Regions from separate parts of the Zea mays genome. Here regions 1 and 3 are each linked to region 2. The links are chromatin contacts, called in public Hi-C maps. All regions are on one chromosome and are shown on one strand. Each heading gives the region's core, a stretch centred on a gene start, on an enhancer-like site or on the middle of the called end of the contact. The rest is flanking DNA. Distances are from core to core; before and after follow the strand shown. Region 1 holds the start of LOC542654 (nucleosome/chromatin assembly factor A104). Region 2 holds the start of LOC100284488 (protein binding protein). Region 3 holds the start of LOC100273131 (sucrose transporter BoSUT1).

What was found. A called contact is a pair of places that touch in the nucleus more often than the background predicts.
Region 1: a contact with region 2 is called in a Hi-C map of bundle sheath, with 4 times the contacts expected there. The contact joins the promoter of LOC542654 here to the promoter of LOC100284488 in region 2. A contact is called at or near these places in 2 of 25 Hi-C or Micro-C datasets (bundle sheath and leaf).
Region 3: a Hi-C map of tassel shows a contact between it and region 2, with 2.1 times the contacts expected there. The contact joins the promoter of LOC100273131 here to the promoter of LOC100284488 in region 2. A contact is called at or near these places in 3 of 25 Hi-C or Micro-C datasets (endosperm, leaf and tassel).

The regions. Positions count from the first base shown.
Region 1 is chr5:179,697,501-179,700,200 of Zm-B73-REFERENCE-NAM-5.0, reverse strand. LOC542654 (nucleosome/chromatin assembly factor A104) reads right to left here and starts at 1,415. Exons shown (of 10, transcript NM_001112178.2): 1 at 1,184-1,415; 2 at 372-494; 3 at 211-261; 4 at 1-49. The coding sequence starts at 1,315.
Region 2 is chr5:179,898,981-179,901,680 of Zm-B73-REFERENCE-NAM-5.0, reverse strand. It overlaps LOC100284488 (protein binding protein), which reads right to left and starts at 1,351. Exons shown (of 7, transcript NM_001157383.1): 1 at 827-1,351; 2 at 101-172. The coding sequence starts at 1,015.
Region 3 is chr5:179,749,270-179,751,969 of Zm-B73-REFERENCE-NAM-5.0, reverse strand. LOC100273131 (sucrose transporter BoSUT1) reads right to left here and starts at 1,323. Exons shown (of 10, transcript NM_001147578.1): 1 at 1,043-1,323; 2 at 842-907; 3 at 418-516; 4 at 97-280; 5 at 1-15. The coding sequence starts at 1,270.

The DNA of each region.
Region 1 (2,700 bases), core at 166-2,665, 200 kb after region 2:
CCTTAACATCAGAATCATCGACATCAATGGAGTCCAAGTACTTGAATATCTGCAGCGAGAGATCATAAGATAACTCTATGTTACATACATACATAGATCCACGAAGAATAACCACAAAGCTGGTTTTAAATTCAAAAGGTTTCTGTTGCTTCAATTCAATATTCATAATTTCAAGGGATTGGGAAGTAAATTGTTTGAGGTATAGAATACCTTCTGATCCTCTTCAGTCAGAAGCTCACTTAGTAGAGGATGGCTCAAAAACTGTAGGTCAACAGCACATAACACAACAAATTAGAATCGCACGCATCCATAAACACTTCCAGCAGAATTGCAGAAAGACACATTTGTATAGCACAGAGTAGCCTACAAACCGCTGTGAGCCAAAAGTCCGGGATGGTCTTGATAATGTCACCCCTCTTGAGATAGACAGGTCTGCGAATCTCACTGTATTTCTGCTCCACCTCCATAACCTTGTCACTTGCTTCCTCATTAACCTGTCAGCAATGAACAAAGGTATCATAAGCATGGCAGTGCTATGTTTCATTTCATTCATAAAATTTCCATAGTAAATAGTATAGCTCGGACCAATGATGGGCTTGTCTTAAAAAGACATCCTTTTTCAACAAAAAATCGACTCGTATGTATGCCATGGATGGGTGACATGGAGTAACAGAGCGCGCAAGGTACCAAGTGTTTTTGAACACATGATCTGCGTTGCTTAATTTTGATTATAAATGCAGCATAAAAACTTCCACAGGAACCAACCCCTGCCTCGAGCATAAAAAACTCCACAGTATCCACATCAAAATCACCTACCATATGCTGTGACTAAACTAGACATGTTTTATAACGCTATAAAAAACTGTAATATAATAAAAGTTACTGAGTTCAGCCACCAGAAGCACCTTACGTATCAGCCAGGACACAAGCCTCCTACGCTCTAGCTACACACTGTCACTATAATTCCGTCCTCCAACCTCCAGCGGCACAATTGGCACAGTGCCCGAACAGAACTAGCAACAACTGAACCGATACTGCTCAGTGCCGGACAATTCCAGCATACCAAAACACAACCTTACGCTCCTACGGTCCTACCCAAACCCCACTACCAAATCCAACAGTACCAACCACCCATAACCCATCACACCGCACGAAGGATAGGAAGAAGAGGCTTGCGGCTGACCTTCTCGAGCTCGTCCTGAATCTCCTGGAGCTTCTCGATGGAGAAGACAAGGGCGCCGTCGATTTGCTCGTTCTCCTCGCCGCCGTCGGCATCGGTCTTGGCCTTCTTCCCCTTGTCCGCCGGTGCCGTCATCGCAAACCGCTGGCCTGGCACGCCTCCTCGCTCTAGGGTTTTTAGCGTCGCTGTGTCGCCTGCCTGCGCGAGCTGGGAGACGGAGGGAAGAAGGTAGGAAAGGGAGGCGGAGCTGGGAGAAGGCAGTGGTGCCCGCGCGAGCTCTATTATATAGGGAGGTGCTGAGATTCGCGCTCGTGGAGTATTGGGTCGGCTTCGGGTGGGCCGGGCCGTCGGATCGGTGCGGGACTGTCCACTCCCATGGGGGTTTTCTAAAACCCTAACCCTAAGGATTAGGTGCGGCCCGGCTTATGCTTGTCATTGTGCGTTCGGCGGCTTCGGACCCATAAGTGACAGTGCAGCTGTGTAGGGAACGTAGGAATGAGACAATTGGATACCCGATTTAGTTTTCCTTTTACTTATTGTACTTATATTACCATATTTAAAACGTTTCTTTATATATTTTCATCCAATGAGTTCCTACTACTTGTTAAACCCTACAGAGGATTGTGGGGTTAATACCAAATAGCAAAGTATCCATACATTGCTATGGTTTCCATTTATACTTAATATAGAATATAAAATACAAAGATATGTATGTTTTGTTGGTTAGTTGAGTGTGAATGTAGGTTTGTAGCCAATAAACATGATTCTAATATCTATTTGGGCTTAATTTTACCATTTAAATTGGGGGATAACGATGACAGTGGAAACCATAAAAACTAATATTGTCTCTTTGTGTTTATGCCACCGTGAGAAGTGAATGTATAATAAGCGTTCTATATCTTACTAGCGCCTTTGTTACTAATAGGAGAATTCAAAGTCTAAACCCTAAACCTTGTGAATTGTCCTATATGGCAGGTTTTGTCTCTGTTCGCTCAATCAAGAAACATGGTACGTCATTTTTTTTATCTGCTCTAAACTCATGGTTTAATAAATATGTTCAATCTAGATTGATTTCTTACAATTAGATGGAAGTTCTAGATTAAATTGTTGGAGTCAGATGTATGTTATAAATTAAATTCTCATAGTCATAGGATTTCATGGTCACGCGTCACCCCGCAAGTCATGCACGTCGCATGTGAAGCCGCACCGCTCCTAGCCACTCCTGTCATGTGTGTTGCCGCATCAGTCTCCCAGATATGCTCGGTCGTGCCCTAATGGGGATGTGCATGCTTTCCATCAGGTTTGGATTGTTTTCACAGCTTTTTATAGAAAAATAATTAATTTATACTTATTTTATTTATACTATCATGTTTAAAACTTTCCAGTATATATACTCGTCGATAAGGGCATGTTTGCATCTAATGAGCTAAAATAAAAGTGACTAAAGATTAGTCACTTCTCTACTACTCTATAAGGATGTAACGTGGGTGTCCACAAGTATGCCATGCCCCACTCCTGCG
Region 2 (2,700 bases), core at 102-2,601:
AATCTTTAAGTCTTATTATACAAGAAATTACAAAACAGTGCATGCATTAATTTCCATTTTGATATATTTAGAGTAGTAGCTGAAGGAAACAATTGTTTACCTCATGGCAGATTTCACAGATTGTATCCCCTTTCTCATTGCACCATCGTTGCACACATTCTCTGTGAGCATACTGTGCGAACAGATGTAGTATAACAAAATTAGCAAACAGATTTATGCAATGGTTTGCACATACAGGATGGTAAAAGACAAACTTAGGTAGGCGGTTAGACCACTTATAAACAATGATAATGACCGATGTATTCAGTTGAAGGCAACCCACAAAAGATACCTAGCCCTTGTTACTTGTTTGTTAAGGTTACAAAAAGTAGCTAACAACAAGTGCAAAGAATGTCCTAAGCTCTAAGCAACATCGACGATTAAACCAGGCATGCTTTTATCTACTCTGCTAGCATCACTTTGTGCAACTACTTTTTCATGAAAATATCATGAGCCACAGCACCAAACAGGATTTATATCACAAGTGAAGAGGAACCTAATATGGAGATTTATCTGAAAGGCCACAACATCTGAAGTAACAACTTATACAGAGTGCATAAGTTAGCAATCAGCATGGAAACCAACAGCTATGTTACGCCCTAACAAAGCTTCAGGCTAAGTCTTAATGTGATATTTTGCTTTGTTGATGCGTGCATTTTATATACTTAGATTTAAGAATTTCTCATCTATGAATTGACAATAGAATGAACCAGAGGCAAACAGCATAAGCAAGATGGGATGATGGACCCAGAATCTCTGGTTTGAAGAGAAGTAAGCCAGCACGCACCTTGAGGCTGCCGTTGCAAGCGCAGGGGCTCTCGAGGTTCTTCCTGAGGTCCTCCTCCTGGCAAATGCGGCACTCCACCATCCCAATCAGCGCCTCTGTTTCCTCCTTGGCGCCGGACACTAGCCCCGCTGCCTCACCGACTCGGGACGCTACGAGCTCCCCAACATCCACCGCGACATGATCCCCCATGCGAGCAAAGCAAATCGGCCCCAAAAAAACTCACGCTAAACAGCACAAACCTCTAGAGGATCTCGTTTCCTGCCGTCCAACGAACCCAAGGAATCATCAAAACGGGGCCCAATTCACCGCCAATCAAATGTAATGAAGGGGGACAAAATCGACACTAAAACCCTAGAAATTCGTGGGGATGAACTGAAGTCGAAGACAAGCGGATTTGGGCGATTCCTGGGTCAAATCGAAGCCCTCGCCTCGACAAATCCCACGAAACGCAAGGTTCGGAAACGACTATTACGGACGAACAGGGAGGAAATGTGAGGAAGGGCAGGGGATGTTACCTCGGCGAATGAGCTGCGAGGAAGGCACGCACTTCCTACTCCGAAATATCTTACAAGAAGAAGAGAGAGAGAAACTATTTCCCGCACTTCGTTCGCGTTCGTCTCGCGGCTTTTTATCGTGCGCCAAGTGACGGAACCGTGCGGATTAGATTACCTTAGATGACATGTGGCTCCCGCCGGTTCTGGTCCCACATGACAGTCAGAGTATGTGTAAATCGCTGGCGATCTGTAACGAACGGGTATTCGGATTCCCGCTTGAACATTATCCAGAATCCATTAATAGATCCCTGACGGGTAGTATTTGCTAACTACCCCCGCAAATGCACCCATCCAGGATTCAGCGCTGTTGATTTGTGAATGAATGGCTGTGCGACTGCATCTCTTGGTCTAAAAATGTGGTATAACCGTTGCGTGGTGCCAAAACAAAACATGTTACAGTCAACTGTGTACCAGAATGATTAAGATAGCTTTAAGATTAGTAAAGTTTAACTTTTGGACATGTTAACAACATTTATTAGACCAAGGCTAATAATTATGCCATGTGATTGTGAAGTGCTTAGGTTCAGCTATTTATATAGAAAAGTTGCTGTGAGCTGTCGGATGTGAAAAAGTTAAAAAATCGTTTGGCCGGAGATGTTGTGAAACCGTAGATTTTATAAGGTTCGTGTGTATTACGCCTAAAATTGTTTATATGCAAATTGATCGTAATACAACGATTTTTGTGTTGCCTGGCACATATTTCACAAATACGGAAATACATGTTTCGCCATTATAATATTATATGCATATTATTATTTTACCTGCATTATTTCCACCATGATCAATATGTATATATTATTACTTTAAGGTCTTGTTCGGCAGCTCAAGATCCAAGTCAGGTCAGTAACAAAGCCAGCCCAGGATCGAGTGAATCATGGGTTGTCATTTATTCCTGTCACCAGCCCGTTTCCAGATCCGGATCCAGTCCAGAAGGTAGGTCACCTGGACTCGTTCCAGGCCAAGGATTGAGGGATGGGAATTAAAATCAGATGGGTTTGTTTCCAGCCCAGATCAAAACGAACAACTCTAGGAGACTGGACCAGATTCTAAACTGTGCTGATTCGTTCCTGCCGGAATAAGGCAGGGAATGGGCTTATCCAGCCAAAACGAACGAGGCCTAAAGGAGTTTAGACGGTCATATGTAAGACCTCGAACATATTTGTTATACTGACTGCAAACTAATTAATTTATATAAACATGTAAAGATATCTCTGGTGCAGTGGTTTTGCTGCTTGATTTCTGTGGGATGCAAGGGTAAACAGGAGGGAGACGAGGTGCGCTGGAGCACCAAGAGGCTGCTAGCTTGGGCGGAGGTTTGTG
Region 3 (2,700 bases), core at 74-2,573, 150 kb after region 2:
GGCCGTGCTGTCCAGCTGCAGTAAACAAACAACACTAGCATCACCAACCCTGGGCTGCGTGCGTGTGTGATCAAATTCAACTTGCGACGTGCTCACCGGCCAGGTCGGCCATCATCGCGCGAGCCGGTCCCTGGACCGTGTTGTTGGCGAAGTCGAGGAACCAGAATCCGACAATGTAGACGGCGGCGGCGGACCAGCGGGAGCCGGTGAACGTACTGCAGTGCTCCTTGGTGTCGCCGAGGCGCCGCCCGATGTCCGCCGAGAACCCGATCACCAACACCTTGCCGGACCCGGACCACCAGCAGTCAGTTTTTTTTTTCTCAGAACGCCGAGGAAATCGGTACTGTAGTCGAAGTACAGTACAGGTAGAGGTAGAGAACAAAGGAGGAATCGCAACGGAAAAGTGCGCTTGCTTACAGAGAGGCAGATGATGATGCATCCCGCGAGGATGAAGGGCCTCCTCCGGCCCATCTTCGAGGTGCACCGGTCGCTGTAGTAGCCCACGATGGGTTGCACCTGCCAACGACGACGTCAATTCATTCAATGCCTCGCATCGGAAAAAGATGGAGGAAGAAGATGACTGGCCGGACGTGTGAAAACGGATCTCTTGGTGATTAATAACTTTCTCATCTTATCCCTTGAAGATAAATCTTGGTAATTAAGACCTTAAAGCTAGGAAATAAAAGACGGAAATAAATCGTAGTAGAGGCGAGCAGTTCCATAAACTGCACGGATTTACTTCGACAGAATTTAACGTTCTTTATCTTTATCCAAATACAAAGAGGGATAAGATCTCAGAAATTATACTATAGTATACAAGCAAGAAAATGCACGTACGTACCACAAATCCGGCGATAGGCCCGCAGATCCATGTCAGAGACACGTAGCTGTGCGAGATCCCAAGAGTCTGGGCATGCATATCAAAGGTCGATCAGGCCACGGAAAAAAAATTGGCAGAGAAAACCAAACAGGCATGTATGAACAGAGAGAGACAGACAGACAGACACCACAGGACAAAAGACGACATGGGCATGAACTGTACCTGAGAGTAGGGCGAGAGGAGGGAGAGCTGCAGCGCCCAGCCGTACTGGATGCCGCCGGAGACCATGCAGGCCAAGAAGAGCCGGACGATGCTTATCGGCGCCTTCCGGCCTGCATTGCCATTGCCGTCGCCCTTCGTCGTCTCGCTCACGACGACGGCGCGCTCCATGTTCAAGGTGGCCCACTCGAGGCGCCTGTTGGCGTCCTCCTTGCTGCCGTCACCGTTCATGGATGCGGCGTCGGCGGCGCGCGGTGCGAGGGCCGAGGAGCAGGAACAAAAACAAAAGCGCGCGGATTGGTCGCAGGAAAAAAGGGGGGGAGAGAGAACGATAGGGACGGGCAAACGATCACGGGACGGGGTGGGGTTGGGTGGAGTTGGACCTGGAGGACACGGGGATAGCGAAAAGCGAGCGCCGGGAGCGGGGGTTTTTTAAAGGCCACGGGCGGGGGCGGCCGGCGCGTGTGGTTTATGGCGTGTGCCCCACCGGCAGCGAGACGGCGGGCCGAAGGTTTTATCCGTTTGGGAAGGCTATCCATCCCGTATTCCCGTCCTTAATCTGTTTCTTGGTAGGGGGGTTTTGCCAAGCATTGATGGAGATTCATCAAGATACGTAGTATAGTTGGTAGAAAAAAAAAGATATAGGGGCAACATCAACAAATTGGATTAATTGGATTGTTTTTAATGGAGTTGCAATTTTACATGCGAGAGTATACAACTTGTTAGTTAGGGTGTTTATTGCTCTTGCCAGCTCTTTCTTAGAATTTTGTTCTAAAGTCATACCAAACATTGTCTAGATTTTTTTTTCTTCTTCTTATATTACACTTCTACTTGTGTTTAGTTTGATTGTATATATATATAGTGATTAAATTCTATCTTATCTTCAAACACTACTCTGGTAGAATAGAATCTCAAACCGTGACCAGAGCTGGACGCTGTCAAGTAACTAATGGACACCGACCGACGCATGTACGTTTCCCATTTAGCTTATCAGATCCAATCCAAAAGTCAATTTTTCACTAATGATATTCTGTCTCACTAAAAAAATATGTCCCTTTTCGAGAAGTTAAAGGTTTACACACATACTAGTACCATTTTATATGTTTTATTGGAGCAACTCCAAAAGACTAGTCATATTATTTTGTAAAGGTAAATTTGGTTATTATTATAAGAAAATGTCTCTAATAGACTTTGTAAATAGCTCTTAAAATTAGTAGATCTTCATCTACATATTCATTCTCTTTTTTGATAGTCTACCTCACTCGCCATACAGAATTCTGAATTTACTAATTCTGTTGGATTAGTCTAATCTTCTTTTGTGAAATCTATTTTAGAGAGTAGCTAAATCAGCAAAATTTGCTCTATAAAAATATTGAGTGGTGAAACAACAAAATGCGTATTTTTTTTACGCAGACAGTCCATATGTAACGGCTAATATGGGTTGGCAAAGCTGGAAACAGATGGAGTGGTGCAACGTCAGTAAAGTTGTCCTTATCCTCCAATTTATTTTCACACGAATGGAAACTGATGAACGCTGTACAGCACGCTGGACACAGTGATAAAATCAGTGTGGTCAGTGTTTTACTAATTGAATGATTAGCTTCCAATATTAACTTCCACTCAAACACGAGTCAGCCTTACTCCCTCCGTCCACATCCACA